Regions from separate parts of the Mus musculus genome. Here region 2 is linked to region 1. A link is a contact called in public Hi-C data. All regions are on one chromosome and are shown on one strand. The core of a region is the stretch at or near the end of the contact, and the rest is flanking DNA. Distances in the headings are between cores, read along the strand shown. Region 1 overlaps Kalrn (kalirin, RhoGEF kinase). Region 2 holds the start of Ropn1 (ropporin, rhophilin associated protein 1).

Evidence for each region. Hi-C and Micro-C count contacts between places; a contact is called where the count stands out from the background.
Region 2: a Hi-C map of cerebral cortex shows a contact between it and region 1, with 1.6 times the contacts expected there. The contact joins the promoter of Ropn1 here to the enhancer-like site in region 1. A contact is called at or near these places in 5 of 39 promoter capture datasets (the 3T3-L1 cell line, cranial neural crest, embryonic stem cells and 1 more), 1 of 484 Hi-C or Micro-C datasets (cerebral cortex), 1 of 115 datasets of contacts at active chromatin or transcription factors (the NIH/3T3 cell line) and 2 of 9 other capture datasets (embryonic stem cells and pancreatic islet).

Annotation. Positions count from the first base shown.
Region 1 is chr16:34,241,104-34,244,326 of GRCm38.p6, forward strand. Kalrn (kalirin, RhoGEF kinase) reads right to left here. Exons shown (of 60, transcript NM_177357.3): 14 at 2,668-2,863. Among named protein-coding and RNA genes, the nearest start is that of Gm41448, 120 kb to the left of the region's middle. Within about 2 kb of position 1,593, at least 12 of the 459 cell types and tissues checked have an H3K27ac peak or open chromatin away from gene starts, as enhancers often do. A contact at or near this core is called in cerebral cortex, where this site is marked.
Region 2 is chr16:34,649,651-34,652,855 of GRCm38.p6, forward strand. Ropn1 (ropporin, rhophilin associated protein 1) reads left to right here and starts at 1,561. Exons shown (of 6, transcript NM_030744.2): 1 at 1,561-1,625.

The DNA of each region.
Region 1 (3,223 bases), core at 343-2,842:
ACTTTTCAAACTTAAAACGTTGCATAAGAAGGGTGCCTGAGGCTTTTGACCGCAAAAGCAGTATATCCGTAAGTCCTATAGTTGTTGTCTTAGTACTAAGGTCAGATGTCACAGTTTGCGGGACATAGGACCTGGGATAAAGTCAGTAGGACAGGGACTGAATCATAGCAAATGGGAACTGGAAGGGATTTGTAAACCAAGTCTCTATGGTGGACTAGACAGAAAAGACTAAGACCTAATGAAGAGGAAATCAGAACATCCAAGCCAGGCTGCTCATGGGCAGCAGAACTGGATGTGAAAGCCAGAGAGTGTGTTTCCTAACAGCAAAGTCTACCACAGCCATCCCTGAGGCTCAAGCAGACAAGCTGTGGCAAGGAAAGGATGGGAAGTGGGTGGGGCATTGTTTCTGTTTCCCTGTTTCCTAAGGTGGACGCTGATTCACACCAAGGCTTTTGCTTCAGATGCACTGGAGGCTTCAGAAAAACCTGGCAAAATAAGCATATGCAAATTCCCTAGTTCCACGAACTACTAAAAACAATCAGGCATAGGCCTTAATTGATTTAGCAGAGAGGGAGAAAAGTCTTAATTTTGATAATAGTCCTTATTTTCCAGTACAACTGTTTACTTCACCTTGACTCAAAATATAGTTCATTAAACAAATATTATATGACTTGAACGTTCCTCAGCCGTGGCCTGCTCTGGCTCCAGTCCCCACCCTTCTCCTAGGTCAAGTATGATCTAGCCAACCCTGATCGCTCGTTGTATGCTCAGGTTTTGAATACACAGATGCTGCTCTACAGAGCAGGGCAGAGACAGATAGCGAGGTTATAGCCTCCCTAAAGCCCATGGAATCATCTCTCCTTCAGTCTCATAGGCTGTGCCAGACTGAACAGCTAGCCGTGGTAGGCGGAGGGGAACAGCCAGTCTTAGTAGAGAGGGCTGAGGAGGCCAACCAAACCTCTTTCAACAAAGCTCCTATCTAGAGCAGGATGTTGTGGGGGTGGGCAGCCCATCTGCTTGGGGGTATTTTCACCCACTCAGCCCTCCTGGTTGAGATGGATGCCAAGCGCAGCCAACTTCCAGTCACGAGCAGCCGTCTTCCTGCCACCACGGGTATTTGGATCCTGGGATAGAAGTCGGCTCGCCAAAGGTCATGCCAGCACACATATCCATTTGGAGACATGTCCAGAAGGATGAAGGGTAACCATCTGAGTTGCTCTGCCCAGCCTCTCTTCTAGTTACTCTCTATCTCAAGGCTCCCATCATAGCTGGATGGCCAGCTGGACGAGAGAGCACCATCAAGGCAGCTGCTGGGCTAAACTAACCCCTGAGCGCAGATGAAATGCTCAACCAAGGAAAGGGAATCTGGTTCCTGTGTTCCCTACTCTTCCTTTCCTGAGGAGGGCCTGAAAAGATACAGCTGGTGTTGTCAGAAGACTGCCTCTCGAATCGCAGGGAACACAGTCTACCCGGAGACTCTCTTAGCACGTAGACTCAGATTCACATTCACGAACACCCAGACACAAGCCTGAGCATTGCCTTTCTGAGGAGTTCCCAGTAATCGAGTAGGCCTTCTTAGGCTGCTTAGCATGTGGGCTGCACACTTGGAATGACCAGTGTCTTACAGACAACTGCATCCTCTTTGTGACGTAGATGGATCACGGAACAACTTTGCTGACAAAAGTGAACAGAACACATTGGCTTCTCCCCTCTTTGGTCTGAAGTGATGTTCATTTGAACGGCACACAATACTTATTTTTCAGACCTCCAGAATAAACACAATATTGTAAAACTCAGTAGGACTTTCAGCACCCCCACGCCCTCACCAATCCTGTTTTAATGCTCACCATCAACAGGTGCTTGGCCCAACCCTGCCTTAAAGAGGAGAGAGCCTCAGCCCGGCTACTTCAACCTGGAGAGCAAGACCTTGCCAAGAGGCCATGGGTAGGGGTGGCTAGGTGAGAGAAGAATAGGTTCTTGCATTGCACAGGGCTAAGAAAGGATGTATGCTTCCTTTTCCTCTGGACCAGCACTTGCCCTGGGCAGCTTTGTCTCTCCCTAGTTACTGCCTTAGAGAGTGGCAGTGAAGAATCCACATATTTATTGAAAATATAGCTAATAAATCTTGAACAGGAAAACGTAATAACATGTATGTTTTCCTAGGACGTTATAAAGTCATACAATCTCCCATAAACCCTTACCAGCACTGCTTAAACTCATATACAGACCAGTGATTAAAAGCAAGAACAAAACTCGAAGATTCTGGGAAGCATAAGCTAGAGACCAGGAAACCGCCTGTGAGGAGCAGAAGGAGCAAGGACCATGACACGGGTAGGAGAGCGGCACGGGAGCTCCCTGCCCACAGCAGCACGGCTGCTCAGTCTTCTTCCAAACTTTCACTTTTGCAAGCCTGCACTAGCTTCCATCACTGGTTCTCACACCTCAGGACCCATAGACTCTGGCTCCAGTCTCATCTTTCCCACAGCCCAAACTGGACAACCACAACAAGTTATTTCAGTTCTTACAATGTTGCTTCCCCTTCAAAACAAAGGTGGACCTCCCCACTCTTTGTATCTGCAGGGATGAGTTGAATGGTGTGGAAGCTGGGGCACACCGGGCCTTTGGCTTCCATCATCTCTCCTGCCGGGAGAGTGAGAAACCGCTCACCTGACGCTTGCACTTCCATGATGTACTGGTGCAGGTCCTGGCCCTGCTGGATGACCTCGAACGTCATGTTGTTCATGGCAAGCTTCCGTTCTGTGTGGCGCTGTAGCCGCTGCTCAGCCAGGGTCAGATCCTCTGTGTTGAAATCATTCATCTGCCGGAGCAAGTCCTCGTTCCAGGCATCCAGCTCTGCAGTGACCTGTGAGAAGCACCACTGTCAGCCGGGACTTGCTGGGTGCACAGGACGATGCTAGATTACAGCTCCTGGCTGAAATCTTATCAACTAACCCACCCCTTGCTGCCCTCTTCCACCCTTAAACTATAACCACATACAAACTGTTTTTGGTTTTTTTTTTTTTTTTTAATAGCAAGTTCAATGTCCATAGCAACAGCAAACATTTGTACACTGAGATAATAAAATTTATAAAGTTTTGGCATTGTTCATCTCATCGAGACCCTCACAGTGACCCACTGAGGCAGGCAGTATGGAGATCTCCGGGCCTGCCTTCTAGAAGCAGAAACTGGCCTCACTCGGATGGACTGCTGTGGCTGAAGCTTG
Region 2 (3,205 bases), core at 311-2,810, 410 kb after region 1:
CCTTCTAAACCTAGGGCTTCACATCTGCCCAGGGCCCCAATGCCCATGCAAGCTTGATGGGCTCCCATCCACCACCACCCATCCCCAGGCCTTTAGCTTCCTCCCTCCCTCCAACTCTGGGTGCTGGGGAGTCTGTGACATCACATAGTGTCCTTGCTCCCTGGTGGGCAGGCAGTGGAGTTGCCCCGGCAAGGCACCTAGCTAACAAAGCCCCAGGTGGTGCTTGCTGCGGTTTGGGTCCCGCCCTAACAGGTCCACAGCTCTCCCCCCACCAAGGGTCCAGGCGTTGGAGCTCCTCCCTCATCTCCCGCCTGATACCAGGCACGTGGAGTCGCCTGAAGCCAGACAGCCCCTTTGGAGGGCAAACTGAGGTACCCCGGAGGGGAAGTGGAAGGGGGTGGTGAACAGCCCTGGCCATGCCATGGCTTCGCGGAACTCACTTAGATTCCCAACCATCCCTTGCCCACAGAACCTGGGAAGAGCCTGCAGAGATCTTTAAATGGGGGAGTATTGCTTTCTGGCCAAGTTGTGTGTGTGTGTGTTTTTCCCAGAACTACTATTTTATTGTCTTTTAATACTGTGCACTGTAGCTTGGAAGCAATGGGCTCTGGTGAGCCCCCTCTGTTTTTCCATTTGTAAAATGGGCGTAAGAGCACATTTGGAAGGACCATTGTGGGTACTAAGAGGTATGACTGACACATTATAAACTGGACTGCTTGTTCATTTTTACCAGTGTCTACTAAACTCTGAGTTCCAGGCTTTAGGCTAGCACTGGAATTCTATCATGAGCAAAATACTGACCAAGCCTCACCTGGGGTTTAGAGTGGGTAGAGAAGAAATACATTTAGTCAAAAGAATCGAAATAATGTCAACTTTGAACTAAGTGTCGCTGAAAGGGCGTGGTGGATGTGGCTTGGAGGTCAGGGGAGAGATAAGGTGAGCTCAGAGGAAAAAAAAATCAGACTGTAAAGTAGGAAGGACATCTCCCAAGCCAGCATAACTGCAGGTCCCAAGCCCTACCATGTTCTACTTCAAATCAGAGCAAAGATGTGCAGGGGCTTGGTCCTGAGTCCCGAGAGCTGTTCATAGAAACAACTCTGAGATGCTGGTGTGTGGAGCCTTTCATTTCCATGACTGAACCCTTAGACCACACCAATAAAACCAAATGAAATTCCAGAAATGAGCCCATGGGAGATACTTCATAAGCCTATATTCTTTAGCACTTAGCGAGTATGGGTTGGCTGGCTGTTCTCCACTGGAAGGTCTGAAGGTTTCACTTAGGCATTTATTGGATTGTAAGGACTGGAGGGATGGGCCCTGGAATGTATAATGGAAGAGAGCCTGTCCAAACCAAGAACTTGAAGAATGGAAAAGCACTTTACAGGATGTTGGGATAGTACAACAGTCCGAAGGAGTGGATGGTCTTCCCTACTTTAAAAAACTAATGTAAGTAGATGATGAGGTCACACCACTCAAAGGCTGAGAAGTTGAGCCAAAGAATCTAAGATTCCAAAGCTTTGTGATCCAAGAGTATATGGAACTCCTTCGAGTGAGTAAGAGACAGTAAGTAAGTGGAGGGGAATCTGGCCTGACCTTCTCCTCCTGTGTTGGACATTTCTGCAAAGGTAAAGCTGCTACCCACTTAGACTTCCAGGCTTTGAAAACTGCGTCACTCCTGACTCCCCTCACTGTCTTCCCCTACCTCCTACCAATGTCTGTATATCCACTTTCCTAAATATCTGTTTCCCAGTCCCTCCCTACTTTCTTGAGACATGAATCTCTCAAGTTGTGCCCAAGAAACTGCCAGGCTCTCCTCTGCAGGCTTCCTGCCTGAAGCCCCACTCTGCTCCTTTGCACTCCGCTCTCTTTAGTTCACTCCTGAAGCTATTGGCCAGTGTGTTTCAGTGTCCAATGAACAGAAACAGTACACGTAATTTTAACAAAGAAGGTTCAACATGAAACTTTTCTTTAAGAAAAATGAAGTACGAAGGGATCACAAATACAAAGAGAAGCCTTAAGCTGGACCACTCCAGGAAAAGAATGACCCCAGAACTTGTTGTACAGGGTTGTGGCCACAGTTAACTAGAGGGCAGAGATGCCACCTAGGCAGAACTGACTCTTCAGAGTACCAGAAAGTCTACTTACTAGGAGGTGACTCTGTAGCAGCTCCAGTGTTTCCCAAGAAGGTGCCAGGTGTGTTAGGTTTCCACCACTATACCAAAGTGCCTGAGGTACTTACATTATAGAGAGAAAATGCTTATTTTGGTGGTTCTGAGATCAAGTGGCCCCATTAAACTTGTCTTCTGGCAACAGGAACACATCATTTTAAAAAATAGAAAATTGGGGGCTGGAGAAATGGCTCAGTGGTTAAGAGCACTGACTGCTCTTCCAGAGGTCCTGAGTTCAATTCCCGGCAACCAAATGGTGGCTTAAAACCATCTATAATGGGATCTGATGCCCTCGTCTGGTGTGTCTGAAGACAGCAATTATATATATATATATATATACATATATATATATATATATATATATATATATATATATATATATATATAAATGTGTGTGTATGTATATATATATATGTATGTATGTATATATATATATATAATACATTTTTAAAAATGGAAAATTGTGGCAGGTCAAACCACTCATCCCCTGAGCCAGGAAGCAAAGAGAAAAGGAAGAATCAGAGACGCCGTGGTCTGCTGGGGGCTCCGTGGTCTGCTGGGGGCATGCTCCAGCTAACCGAGGAATCTCCCATTGCACTGCACCTCTTTAAAGTTCAGTTGCCTCTCAGGAACATCCATCCCCTGGGGACCAAGTCTTTAACACACAGACTCTGATAGTTACCAAACCATCGAACAAACAAAAAGGCTAGCTGTGGGCACCACAGACATTCACTGTAGCAGGAAGCCGTTCAAGAGACGACACGGAGCAGGAACCAGATGCTGGAGACGCTGTGCTACAGGGTCCAGAGCTGGGGACACTTAAGGTTTCTGGAGTCCAGGGAGGAGACCACATCTGAACCATCAAGAAAAATGGCTGCCTCCTCCCATGTCCATCTCCAGTGCTATGTACACACAAAGTTTAACACGAGACTGCTTACCAGTACGTGCGTACAGGGGGAAATACTGAAAGACCTACTTCCGTTTTGTTTTTTGTTTTGTTTTGTTTTCCTGGATTTGGAATTGAGAAGCAATGGTTT